Regions from separate parts of the Zea mays genome. Here region 1 is linked to region 2. Evidence: chromatin contacts called from public Hi-C data. All regions are on one chromosome and are shown on one strand. Each heading gives the region's core, a stretch centred on a gene start, on an enhancer-like site or on the middle of the called end of the contact. The rest is flanking DNA. Distances are from core to core; before and after follow the strand shown. Region 1 holds the start of LOC103626627 (probable LRR receptor-like serine/threonine-protein kinase). Region 2 holds the start of LOC100500712 (cell number regulator 11).

Region 1 (6,673 bases), core at 3,839-6,338, 520 kb before region 2:
CACATGGACAAAATAAAATCTAGCTCATTAAGCAGAGGATGATCACCGCTCATAACCATGGGGATCGTATGAGACCTAGCTCGTCAATTGTTTATGATGACCAATCCGATCACATATCTTCCCTCTACCGGTTCCCCCGTCCTTTGCCAACTATTCCTGTCATTTCCCCCCCCCCTCTCATGTGCTCTTGGTGGCAAGCATGCAATATTCCCCAACAAAAGAAACAGACTGTTTTCCTAACACTGGGGATTTGTTTATGAAGCGTAGTAGAGTAGACTGATGACATTGTTTGGGGGAGGTCTTGTAGAAATGGACTGCGTTCCTAATCCTGACACCAAGCATTGACCAACGACCACACCTCCCTTCCAATGCTTAGGATGCAAGACAGACGTCTCTTACCACGCAAAACATTTCTTTATGCATCCACAAGCCTGCCTGCCTGCCCGCCCGTCCACTGTCTCATCATGCCTGGACTGTGATGTTCTGAAGCGAGCAAATCATCGACCAACTCTGAAGATTCTAGCCGTCTTCCTGGTGGTGCACCTGGACAGAGGAGTCAGCGTCGTTTTGATAGTTTGTTAGTGAAAGCTTAACACATAATTAAATGGTCTGGGACTGGGAGGGAGGATCTTGCACGTGAAGACAGCACAGGAGTCAATCTTAAGGTAGAAGAACCATGGAACATCCGTCCATCAACACATGGGCCATTCAACTAACAGTAGTTACATGTTTGGGAAAAGAAAAAGTTGTAGTGGTTGGTTTTGGTTGTTCACAGCCAGAGCCCTGACAAACTGAACCCGGAATGGAGGATCATGTGGCTTTGATCCTGTTTTTTTTTTCAAGTATAGTTTTACCTTTCGGTTAACTTATTATTGTATAGGAAACCTACACAGTCAGTTTTGGACGACACTGAAATTTGGACCATAACAAGACAAGGGATGTGTCAAGTGTCATATATAGCGCCCGTGGCTGCTCCAATGGGGAATTCTGCATTCAACAGCTTCAAGTCTCACGCCCTGAAGTCAACAGTTGTATAGTGTTTGGCCACATGTTTGACAAGCAGGGGATGATAGTAATGGAATATGACAATCTGGTTTGACGTATTTCAGTCTGAACAATGACACTGCAGATTAAAAAGAACATGAAAATAATTTAGAACAAACATTGTGCTAATGTCTCTTAATAAATCAAGATGATAAGGTCCAAGTTTCTGGGACATGATGCTGTGTTCTTGGGGGGGGGGGGGGGGGGGGGGGGGGGAGGAGCGTTTTTTTTTTTTCTATTCTCAACAGCTGCTGATTTCGCTGTGTTTGCAGCTGCTGGTGGAGGCCAAGGAGGAGCGGCTGCGGCTGAGCGCGGAGGAGGTGGCGGTGGTGGAGCAGCTGCGGTCCAACGCGGAGTACTACGTGTGCTCGTGCATGAACCGGAACCCCGGCGGCGCGAAGCACAACGCCGGACGCACCCCGGCGGGGCTGCTCTTCATCCGGCCATGGAACAACCTGCAGTACGTCTCCGGCGCCGCCTTCCTCCTCACCGTCTACTCGGACGTCCTCGCCTCGCTGGGCCAGCCCCTACGCTGCGGCTCCGGCGACGACGGTGGCGAACCCGCCGCCGGCGACGCGGGCGACGTGCTGGCTTTCGCCAAGTCCCAGGCCGACTACATCCTGGGCACGAACCCGATGCGCACCAGCTACCTGGTCGGATACGGCGCGGCGTACCCGCGGCGGGTGCACCACCGCGCGGCGTCGAGCGCGTCGTACCGGCACGACCGGGACTTCATCGGCTGCCTGCAGGGGTTCGACTCGTGGTACAGCGCGCGGCAGGAGAACCCGCACGACCTCGTCGGCGCCGTCGTCGGCGGGCCCAACGGCGAGGACGTCTTCAACGACCACCGCGGCGCGTACATGCAGACTGAGGCCTGCACGTACAACACGGCGCCCATGGTCGGGGTCTTCTCCAGGCTCATGCAGCTGGAGGGGCAGTCGCCACGCCCGGCGCCGGCGCCGGCGGAGGATCTTTGATAGGAGAGGTCGTTTTCCTTGAAAGGTTCCCAGCGACAAGTGGTGGTGCGAAATAAACTTTTCAAAAAGGATTAAAAAAAGTGATATTGATCGTTTAGGCTGGATGTATACATGATTCTTTTTGTTGATTCCTAGATACTACCATATTTGTTTCATGTCTTTGCACATAACAAAAGAATCGAAAAGAAGGATGTAAATTTCAAAAATGAACTCGATCTGTTATTTGGCTCAACAAATATGTTTTTTTGACAAAATAAAAATGGTAATTTTTTTTGTGAAAGGTAATAAAAAAAAGTTAATATAGGACGCGTCATCCAGAACCAACAGGCCTAGCTATAGGCTATAGTCCGGCCCCTACGGAAGCCCGCGTCGGGCAACAGCCCAATATACATGGGCTGGCCCAGAGATGGGGTGGAGCCGTGGAGGGCTCGAGAGTCGAGGCTCTGTGTGTGGAAGCCCGCGTCGGGACAACCGTTGCGCTCTACAGGACAGGAGTTCGACGGAATGCCGCACCACCGCCGTCGCCGCTTTCCCTGGCCTTGGGCTGCGGCGCTGCCTGAGCTGCTCGACGACGGAGTCGGGCTAGTTGCGCAACCGGCACCGCCGCACCGGAGGCAATGCGCGTCGACGTTCGCCAGCTTGACGCCGCGAGCGATCGAGGGGCGACTTCCTCGGCCGCGCTATGACCTTGACCACGCGTGCCGGGGGCCGCGGGGCCAGTGCCTTGCGTGGCGGCTCACTCGTGGGCTGTAGTGCGCGCCGACATGCGCACTGAGGAGGAGTGAGGACCACGACCGAGTGAGGTCAAGGTCTCATCAAGGAGAGGAAAGCTGCCCCGTTTGGTTGCTGCCGGCCACTGGCTGTTGTGCGTGTGGCAGCCGGCCGGCCTCGCCCTCAGCGTTAGCGTGACGTCGTCGGGGAGAATCGGATCGTGCGTGCGTGCGTGCCGACCTCGGGGGTCTCCCTCTCCCAGGTCGCGCAGGCGCAGCGTCTTCGTTTTGGCTACAGCTGAGCTGGTAGAGTAGGATCTCCATGTCAGTCAGGGTCTCCGTTCCATTCGCTGTCGAAACTCGAAAGTAGTTGGTAAAGAGCATGTTGGTGTGTAGAATATTTTCGGGGCTTAGTATCGTGATAACCGATGCAAAATGCTGCTTAATAGCTATGTCAGCGATAAACCTACTGTTTATGATTGGTCTATTTTATCCGAGAACATAATTAAGGTGGTAGTCAAGTCAGCGAGAAACAAGTCGCCTATTTGGACTATAGATGTACAGAAAGCACACAACATGTTTTTTTGGCCCGGTACGAGTCTGGTCCGGCTCGCTTTTATACGGATCCGGGCTAGCCCGGCACGAATAAGCGGGCTGGACCCGGACAGGAAACTAAACACGGTGGGCTAGTCCGGCACGGTCCGTTTATCTCTAACCCTGTCAAGCCCGCTTTTTATGCACTAAATCGTGCTTATCGACCCATTTAGACTGTTTTGGCCCGCTTTTTCCATGCTAAACGGATTGGGGCGGCCCGTTTAGGCCCGCAACAGGCCGGGCTCGGACAGGGGAACGAGCATGTGTGCTTAGACGACCCGGCTCGGTTTTGTAACCTTCCCTAGCGGGTCAGGCCCAAAACGGGCCGGGCTTCACCGGGCCCGAGACGGGCGGCCCGTTTAGTAATCTCTAGTTTGGACATTTTAGGTAGTATTTGGTTCTGGAGCCCCCAATGTTGGGATGGAGCGGCTCAGTCCAAAAGAATTTGCGGGAACAGAATGATTCATCATCGTGCAAGCAAAATATATTTCTTTTTAGGAGTCATTTCATCCTATATAGAATTAGTCTAAACAACAACAAATTAGCAGTAAAGCGGCTCTATCACACCATACTTCAGAACCAAACACCACCTTATACTCAATCAATAGGTTGTTGAAGGGTGTAGTGATCAAGTTATTCACCACAGCTTCACAAGATTACAAACAACAGTCATTAAGATGCACACTGAAGCTACACACACAATTATTAGCTGCGTCCTTCAGTCGAAAATGGGATTAACTCTCTTGACTCCAGAAGGGTCTTTTGTTCCATTCCTGACAAACACTATCTTGACGTATATTCCCTCACCCAAGCCCGGGGGTCGGTCTCAGTCCACAAGACGTGAGCTGCGCCACGCCAGCTATAGCCCATGTTTGTTTTAACTTTTTCTAGCTTCTGACCACAGTAGCCTACCAAACACTTAGTTTTTCACGCAGTTTTATAAAATAACTTTAGTCAAAACATTCAAAATCTACGTGAACACAGAATCAACTGAGTCATTGAGATAGTAACAAACCGTCACTTTTCTACATGCTAAACTCTATAGAGTTTTTTTTATCTTTCCTCTATATTTAATCTCCACGATACTTAGATTTTCTCTACAGTCAGATTTTTAGAAAAACTTCTAAAAAAAAGCTAAATCAAGTGACATTACATGCATTCTGTTGACCACCATGAGAGACAGAGAGATTTTGACCATCGTGGCATCGCCACAAGAGGCAGAGAATCAAATGTACGCGTTGCAATGATGACGAACTTGTCGATCTCGTCACCTTTTGTAGCATGACAAGATCTTTTTTTAATTGGACAATACCTGACTTTTAATTCCTGATCGGACGTTGACTTTCCTGTCCACAATTGCGTCGGAGGAGTAAGCTACGCATGCATAGCATAGGTACGTCCGTACGTGTACGTATATATACTCTCTCACACACACGACATACACGCACGCACAAGGTCTCCCTTTAAGTTCTGTGCTCATGCATAGCATACACGCACGCATGCATAGCATAGGTACACGTAGGCGTTGCAATGATGACGTACTTGTCGATCTCGTCACCTTTTGGCGTGGGGCATGTAGCATGGCAAGATCTTTTTTTTAATTGGACAATACCTGATTTTTAGTTCCTGATCGGACGTTGACTTTCCTGTCCACAATTGCGTCGGAGTAAGCTACGCATGCATAGGTACGTCCGTACGTGTACCGTTGTACGTATATATACTCTCTCTCTCTCACACACACACGCACAAGGTCTCCCTTTAAGTTCTGTGCTCACAACGAAGTTTGGACAGAAAGCATGAAGCTGAGTGCTGCTGTTCTCTTCTTCTCCATCTTGTTGCAGTACTGCACCAGCAGCGGCCAGCCAGATAGCCGAGGTGCTTTCCATTCTCCAGACTCTGCACCAACTAGCTAGCTTCTTCTCTGACTGACCTACTACACACTTGCCCTTCCAGCAGGTTTCATAAGCATCGACTGCGGCATCCCGGAGAACTCCACGTACCAGGACCTCACCTCCACCATACTCTACGTCTCCGACCGCGGCTTCGTCACCTCCGGCGAGAACCGCAACATCTCCGCCGGCTACATCAGCCCGTCCCTCGCGCAGCGCTACTACACCGTCCGCGCCTTCGCGTCCGGCGTTCGGAACTGCTACACCCTCCCCTCCCTGGTCGCCGGGAACAAGTACCTCGTCCGCGCCGCCTTCTACTACGCGGACTACGACGGCCTGAGCACGCCGCCCGTCTTCGACCTGTACCTGGGCGCGAGCCTCTGGCACGAGGTCAGGTTCAGGGACGCGGCCGCGATCAACTGGATGGACGTCGTGGCCGTGGCTCCCACCGACTTCCTGCAGGTCTGCCTGGTGAACAAGGGCACCGGCACCCCGTTCATCTCCGGCCTGGACCTCAGGCCGCTGCGGAGCACTCTTTACCCGGAGGCGAACGCTAGCCAGTCCCTTGTCATGGTCAACGCCAACCGGTGCAACGTGGGACCCACGGACAAGTCTGTGGTTCGGTGAGTGAGTTTTTTTTTTAAAGTGAAATCTTTTTACTGTTAATAACTGAATGAACTGTACTCCTATACTACACAAGCCCAACCAAAGCACATTTCTCTGGCCCAACAAGCAGGTACCCGCTGGACCCCCACGACCGGATCTGGCTGGCGTACGGCGCCGTCCCGGCCTGGACCGAGGCGTCCGCCACGTCCGTCGTCCGGAACTACCTCGCCGACCCCTACGACGCGCCGTCCGCCGTCATGCAGAGCGCCGCGACGCCATCCGACGGCTCGGTGCTCAGTTTCTCGTGGGACACGTCCGACGACCGCTCCGTGGACGCCAGCAGCGCCACGTACCTCCTCGTCCTCTACTTCGCCGAGCTGCAGCGCGTGTCGGCGAGCGGCGAGCTGCGGCGGCAGTTCGACATCGCCGTCGACGGCACCGCGTGGAACAGGGAACCTTACTCTCCGCCGTACCTCTTCGCCGACTCCTTCTCCGGCACGGTGCAGGGGCAGGCGAGGCATAGCGTCTCGCTTACTGCGACGAGGAACGCGACGCTCCCGCCTCTTCTCAACGCCATGGAGGTGTACTTGGTGAGGCCGGTGGATGAAGCTGCAACCGACCCTGGAGATGGTATGAGTTTAATTAACTATGTACATCAACTCTTTTTTTTTGTGAGTTTTCTGTAGTTACTAACCGTATCGGTGTTAGGAGGTTTCCTTGCAATTTGTAAAGCATGAGAAGTGGTAAAACTAATTGTTTCGCATTCGTTTTCTTTAACAAACACATACGTATCATTGCATTAATATAGAAGAAGAGAGCTAGAGTTACAACACACACATATCACTGCATTTGT
Region 2 (6,359 bases), core at 1,498-3,997:
CTGCGTGCCGGTGTGGACAAGTCGCGCGCTCTGGGCCACTCGCTGGCCCGCGCGGGGCCCCGTCTAGAGGAGATCCAGGCGGCGCTGCTGGCGCTGGAGGCCGCGGTGCGCCCAATCCGCGCGCCGCATGCCGAGCTCGCCGCCGCGGGGCCCCACATCGACCGCGCCGTAAGCCCCGCCGCCGCCGTGCTCAAGGTGTTCGACGCCGTGCACGGCCTCGAGCCGCCGCTCCTGGCGCCAGGCGCCGCGGGCTCGGGCGCGGCCGGGGACCTGCCGGGGTATCTCGCCGTCCTGGCGCAGCTCGAGGAGGCGCACAGGTTCCTCGCCGATAACTGCGGGCTCGCCGCGCAGTGGCTCGCCGACATCGTCGAGTACCTCGGCGACCGCGACCTCGCCGACCAGCGCTTCCTCGCCGACCTCGGGGTCACGCTCGACGAGCTCAGGACACCCCCCGCCGGCGACCTCGACGGCGGGCTCCTGGCAGCCGCCCTCAGTATGCTCGAGGCCGAGTTCCGCCGCCTCCTCGCCGACCACTCCGCGCCGCTCGCGATGCCGCAGACCGGCGCCGCCGCTGGATCGGCCACGCCTTCCCGCGTGCCTGCCGTCGCCGTCCACAAGCTCACCCTCATCCTCGATCGCCTCGTGGCCAACGGCAGGCAAGACAGCTGCGTGGCCTCTTATATCGATGCGCGCGGGGGTGTGGTCAGTGCAAGTCTTCGTGCTCTCGGCCTCGACTACCTGCGCGACCCTTCTCAGGACGCGCAGGCATTGGGACCTGCTCTTGATTTGTGGAGGCGGCATTTGGAGTTTGTGGTGCGCCGTCTCCTCGACTCGGAGCGGCAGCTCTGTGCCAAGGTGTTTGGGCAGCATAAGGATGTCGCGTCCGCGTGCTTTGCAGAGGTGGCGGCACAAGCCGGGGTTCTTGACTTCTTGAGGTTTGGCCGCGCGGTTGCTGATGCCAAGAAGGACCCCATCAAGCTCCAGCGTCTGCTGGAGGTGTTTGATTCTCTGAATAAGCTGAGACTGGACTTCAACAGGTTGTTCGGTGGCAAAGCGTGCGCGGAGATTCAGAGCCAGACAAGGGACCTTGTCAAGTTGTTGATAGACGGCGCCGTCGAGATCTTTGAGGAGTTGATTGTGCAGGTGGAGCTGCAGCGGCACATGCCTCCCCCAGTTGATGGAGGCGTGCCGCGCTTAGTTACCTTTGTCGTTGAGTACTGCAACCGACTGCTTGGTGAGCAATACAGGCCTGTGCTTGGGCAGGCGCTAACTATCCATCGCAGCTGGCGCAAGGAGGCGTTCAATGACAGGATGCTTGTTGACGCGGTGCTAAACATCGTCAAGGCCCTTGAAGCTAACTTCGATGTTTGGTCCAAGGCATATGACAACGCTACGCTGTCGTATCTCTTCATGATGAATACCCATTGGCATTTCTTCAGGCATCTGAAGGCTACTAAGCTAGGAGAGGTCTTGGGTGATGTGTGGCTGCGAGAGCATGAACAATACAAGGAATACTATTTGTCAATGTTCATCAGGGAGAGCTGGGGAGCACTTTCAGCGCTACTGAACCGGGAGGGATTAATATTGTTCTCCAAGGGCCGGGCCACTGCAAGGGACCTGGTGAAGCAGCGCCTCAAAACATTCAATTCGAGCTTTGATGAGATGCATCGCAGGCAATCGTCGTGGGTTATACCAGACAAGGATCTGCGGGAGAGGACATGTAATCTTGTGGTGCAGACTATCGTCCCTACCTACCGGAGCTACATGCAGAACTATGGGCCACTTGTGGAGCAAGAGGGAAATGCCAGCAAGTATGTAAGGTACACTGTCGATGGTTTGGAGAAGATGCTCAGTGCCCTCTACATGCCCCGGCCCAGGAGGGCTGGGAGCTTCCAGATCAAGCACTCGAGCGGTAAGATTGCCAGTGCAATGACTGGCTTGCATCGGAGTGCTTCTGCAGTGAAATAGCCTATGTTAAAGAACCCAAAGATTGGATCAATATGATAGTATGTGGCAATTGGCAAATGATTCATTTGGCCCAGTCAAGCAAAGAGTCCCGCACTGGATAGGTGACCGAATAATGGACCCATGGTCGGAGCAGTGGTGTCAAGTGTCATATGAACATAAGTTACTCTTTAGTTAGCATGGAGAATAGAGGCTGGTGATCAGTTCCGTAGCTCCTGTTAGTGTCCCTGAACATAAGTTACCCATGGTCTGAGATGTTACCATTCTCCTGAGCTATTTTCTCTTGTTGTGTACTTCTGCTGGTGTCCCTGGCACCATAATCATTCATCTGGAGATATTCAATCAGCTGTGTAGTTATGTAAAATCGATTTGTAATTTTAGTTTTAGGTGACCTGTGGGCATTACCTTTTAATGTACCAAGAATCGAGCTTAATAGATGCAATGGATTATATGGGGGGGGGGAAAAAACTAGACCCCTCGAGCGAGTGAGGATGTGCTATTTGTTTGGTAAACTAGAGCAGATATGTACCCCCAATACAATTGCATTACATTTACTGAAAGTACAACTTGATCATAACAAATGCGGTTGAATTTCTTTTTTTTCTCCATCAGTTCACAATATGGTAGTCCCTGGATCTCTCAGTAAGGATTTCCTATTTGTTTGGTAAACTGGTACAGATATATGCCCCCAACATACAACTGCACTACTACATTTAAACAAAGAATAATAGCTTGATCATAACCAATTTGGTTGCATGTTTTTTTTCCCTCAGCAATTCAAACAACAACAACAACAACAACAACAACAACAAAGCCTTTTGTCCCAAACACGTTGGGTAGGCCCCTCAGCAATTCAAAATATGGTTCAAAAAAGAAAAGAAGATTGCAGAACAGATAACTCTTGCATGACCCCTCTTGTGTAGACCCAAGTCTGACTTGTTCTGGAACAGTTTTGTTGAATACTGGACGCAATTCAGTTCAGTGAGTCATGCATGAGCTAATGCTGTTTGTTTCACCGAGTCAACAGGTTTATTCTTTTCTCTGTATATTCTTGGCTCGGTTTGTTCTTTCCTCTGGCCCACCCATCTGGGTGTCTCTGATCCTTTTAAAAAAAATTGATGCAGGATGAATCGAAGGGACTAAATAACTTGGAATCATTGACGCTGCACTGCTGAGCGCGTTCAGGAGTAATATATATAGGAACGAAAGTTACCGAGAAACTGGAAGATCCTAAACTGTTGCCAGGACATGGACATCATGCATGGGGATCTCAGAAGGAATGGTTCAAACCAGAGCGTGCCCAGTCGGCATGGATGGATCGATATGGAGGCCCTCTCTCCTCTGGCGGATCAATCCATGTATCCATGAGAGAGAGAGAGAGAGAGGCATAGGCCAAGACTAGGCCTTTTGTTTTGAGATGGGCTGCTGCTATCTAGAGCGATACTGCTATATAGTGGTACCAAGAGGACCAAAGGTCGCGTTGCCTGAAACCACCGAGATCATACAGAAACTAATCGCCGCAACGCATCCAAACCCGACCAACTGACGGCGCGCGTCTGCGTGAACAGCTCGCAGCATGCCGGGGGAGTGGTCCGTGGGGCTCTGCGACTGCTTCGGGGATCTTCACACCTGTACGCAGTGCAAACAAACCTGCTAGCTATAGCAAGCTACTCTCCTCTCTCTCTCTTCTTCTTCTTCCCGTACGTACTACGATGCATGTTTTTCAGCTCTCCGTCCCTTCTCTCCCGGCCGACGATCGACCACGTTGCAGGTTGCCTGACGCTCTGGTGCCCCTGCGTCACGTTCGGCCGCACCGCGGAGATCGTGGACAGAGGCTCCACGTGTACGCGTTCCACTTCACTCCCATACTACTACTGCCCCCCTCGTCTCGTCTCCATCTCTCCTGTTCCTTTTGGCTGACGATCCGTCCCGCATTGCATATTTGCAGCGTGCTGCATGAGTGGCACACTGTACTACCTGCTGTCGACGATAGGCTGGCAGTGGCTGTACGGCTGCGCCAAGCGCTCCTCCATGCGGTCGCAGTACAGCCTGCGAGAGTCCCCCTGCATGGACTGCTGCGTCCACTTCTGGTGCGGCCCCTGCGCGCTCTGCCAGGAGTACACGGAGCTCCAGAAACGCGGCTTCCACATGGCCAAAGGTATCAGCTCCCCCCCCCATCTTCCCACAGTTTAACTAGGCGGCCTTTGATGGTTCCATGATCACCGTGCCTCTACAAAACCATTATATTCCTTTTATTTGCAGGATGGGAAGGGAGCAACAAGGTGGTGGGGTGCTTCCATGGGATGACGACGCCACCAAGGAAGCAATCCATGTGCTTTTAGGATAGCATAGCTCCATCGTTCTATATAATATGCGCTTTATTTTGAATAAAAATATATGGGTCTGTCTATTGATGCTTTATTTAGAGCTCGTTGGGTCTCATTAGTTCCTATTGCTCATAGTTATGGTTTCCATTTATTTAAATCATCGATTGTTCACTTTATTTTACGTTGATTTTATGATTATTACATGGCGTTTGAGCCTCTGCCGGCCTCTTACGTGAGACCCAGTAATTAATAAAGCAATCAAAACAAGGATTAGATATACCTATAGATATGCATTAAGTGGATCAGCTTCTAAATAAACATAAGAGCAGTTATAATATGTTTTGCCATAGATTTTTGCCAAGTTAGAGGAGAAAGAGGGGAAGAAACTAACGGACCACTAATTATCAGTCGAGAGATTCCAAAATAGTGCTCCATCCGTCACAAAATATAATTCTTTATCCATTTATTAACCTTAGGATATAGTTTAAAGTTGGTATGTATATCTATATTTATTATTATTTATTCTAACGTGCATAGAAAAAGATTATTAGAAAGAACTATGTTTTGGGACAGATAGAACTATATTTTAGAATGGATGGAGCATGTCATAAGAGAACGAGATAAATCTAGTTATTTAGTTAAAATTAAACCTCTCAGATTAAACTAATTCAGTTATAACACAGAATTTGCGTTTCGAGTGGACATCACTTCATCAACCTTTAAAATACAAAAACATAGTAAGGACTAGTTTGGAAAACCACATTTTCTCAAGGGGTTTTTATTTTTCCAAAGAAAATTGGTTCATTTTTTCTTGGGAAAATAAAAATCTCTTAGAAAAATAGAGTTCCTAATCTAGCCCTAAGAAAATGCAACATCCGGGAAGTTATAATAACACATTTTTAAGGAAACATTAGGGCTTGCTCGTTTTAATCTCAATCCATGTGGATTGCGTGAGATTGAGTGAGTTTCAATTTCGAATAAGTCAAATCTTTTATAATTTTTTCAATTTCAATTTCATCATACAGAAAAGTATGCCTCACACCGGTTAAAGTTCTAACAATGTCATCATACATCTTAATTCGAACATATTCAATTTCAATAATATCACGTGGACTGTTATCACCCCATCTAACAAAACCTCCACCTTGGACAGAATCATAGGCGCCAAACCAAATTTTATTAATGTATATATGAAATGAAACAACCTAATTAAAAAATCCATTAATCACCATATTTGCACATCTAACAAAAGCAAAATGTATCTCAATAGTAGAACCATCTTTCTTAGAAGCAACAACAGAAGCATTATCTTTATTATTAAATTTACCTTTCTCTATATATGTGCCAGTTTTCTTCTATTTGTTTTTTAATTTATAATAGTTGGCTATAAAATAATTACCTTTCTTTGTAATAGTTGCAAAATTTATCTCTATTGTTTCAAGATTTTAAACGGTCTTTGTAATCATTAGAACTTTTGTCTCTGTTATCATTGTTTGATTTATTTTTTCTGTAACACCTTGTCCAATCCCAGACATGCAATACTTACTCCTATCAGCTCTCTAGTAGGACTGGTCGTTCGGTTCTTCGGTTCGGTTCCTTGGTTCTTGTAGAAATTCGGTTCTTCAAAAACTAGAACCGAAATAGCAAGATAAAGAAACCAGAACCGACTAGTTCGGTTCTCGGTTCTTCGATTCGGTTCTTCGGTTCTAACCGAACTTTAACAGTCACTCTAAAATTCTGAATAACGACAACTTTTGTGAGAAATTTCAACAGCATCTCCCCACAAACAACCACAAGTGCATAATGCCCAAAATTTCATAGATAATACATGGATGATTAGAGATTCAACACAAGTCAATAAACACAACATCCGAAGTTACAAACACATGTAACAAATTGAATCTGGTACTTTCGGTTCTTTGGAGTGCAGAACCGAAAATATCTCATTTATTTCGGTTCTCAAAAAACCAGAACCGAATTTCATAACAGTTCCTTCGGCTCGGTTAGTTCGGTTTCGGTTCTCAGTTATTTCAGTTCGGTTCCTCGGTTCCGGTTCTTTTTTCCTGG

What was found. Hi-C and Micro-C count contacts between places; a contact is called where the count stands out from the background.
Region 1: a contact with region 2 is called in a Hi-C map of ear, with 1.8 times the contacts expected there. The contact joins the promoter of LOC103626627 here to the promoter of LOC100500712 in region 2. A contact is called at or near these places in 2 of 25 Hi-C or Micro-C datasets (both in ear).

Annotation. Positions count from the first base shown.
Region 1 is chr5:82,739,289-82,745,961 of Zm-B73-REFERENCE-NAM-5.0, reverse strand. It overlaps LOC103626627 (probable LRR receptor-like serine/threonine-protein kinase), which reads left to right and starts at 5,088. Exons shown (of 12, transcript XM_035959084.1): 1 at 5,088-5,200; 2 at 5,279-5,837; 3 at 5,951-6,450. The coding sequence starts at 5,122. LOC100384439 reads left to right here. Exons shown (of 2, transcript NM_001323015.1): 2 at 1,317-2,251. The coding sequence ends at 2,021.
Region 2 is chr5:82,219,927-82,226,285 of Zm-B73-REFERENCE-NAM-5.0, reverse strand. It overlaps LOC100500712 (cell number regulator 11), which reads left to right and starts at 2,747. Exons shown (of 4, transcript NM_001397140.1): 1 at 2,747-3,323; 2 at 3,541-3,596; 3 at 3,737-3,808; 4 at 3,914-4,158. The coding sequence starts at 3,214. The coding sequence ends at 4,158. LOC100304423 (exocyst subunit exo70 family protein G1) reads left to right here. Exons shown (of 1, transcript NM_001165857.1): 1 at 1-2,325. The coding sequence ends at 1,968.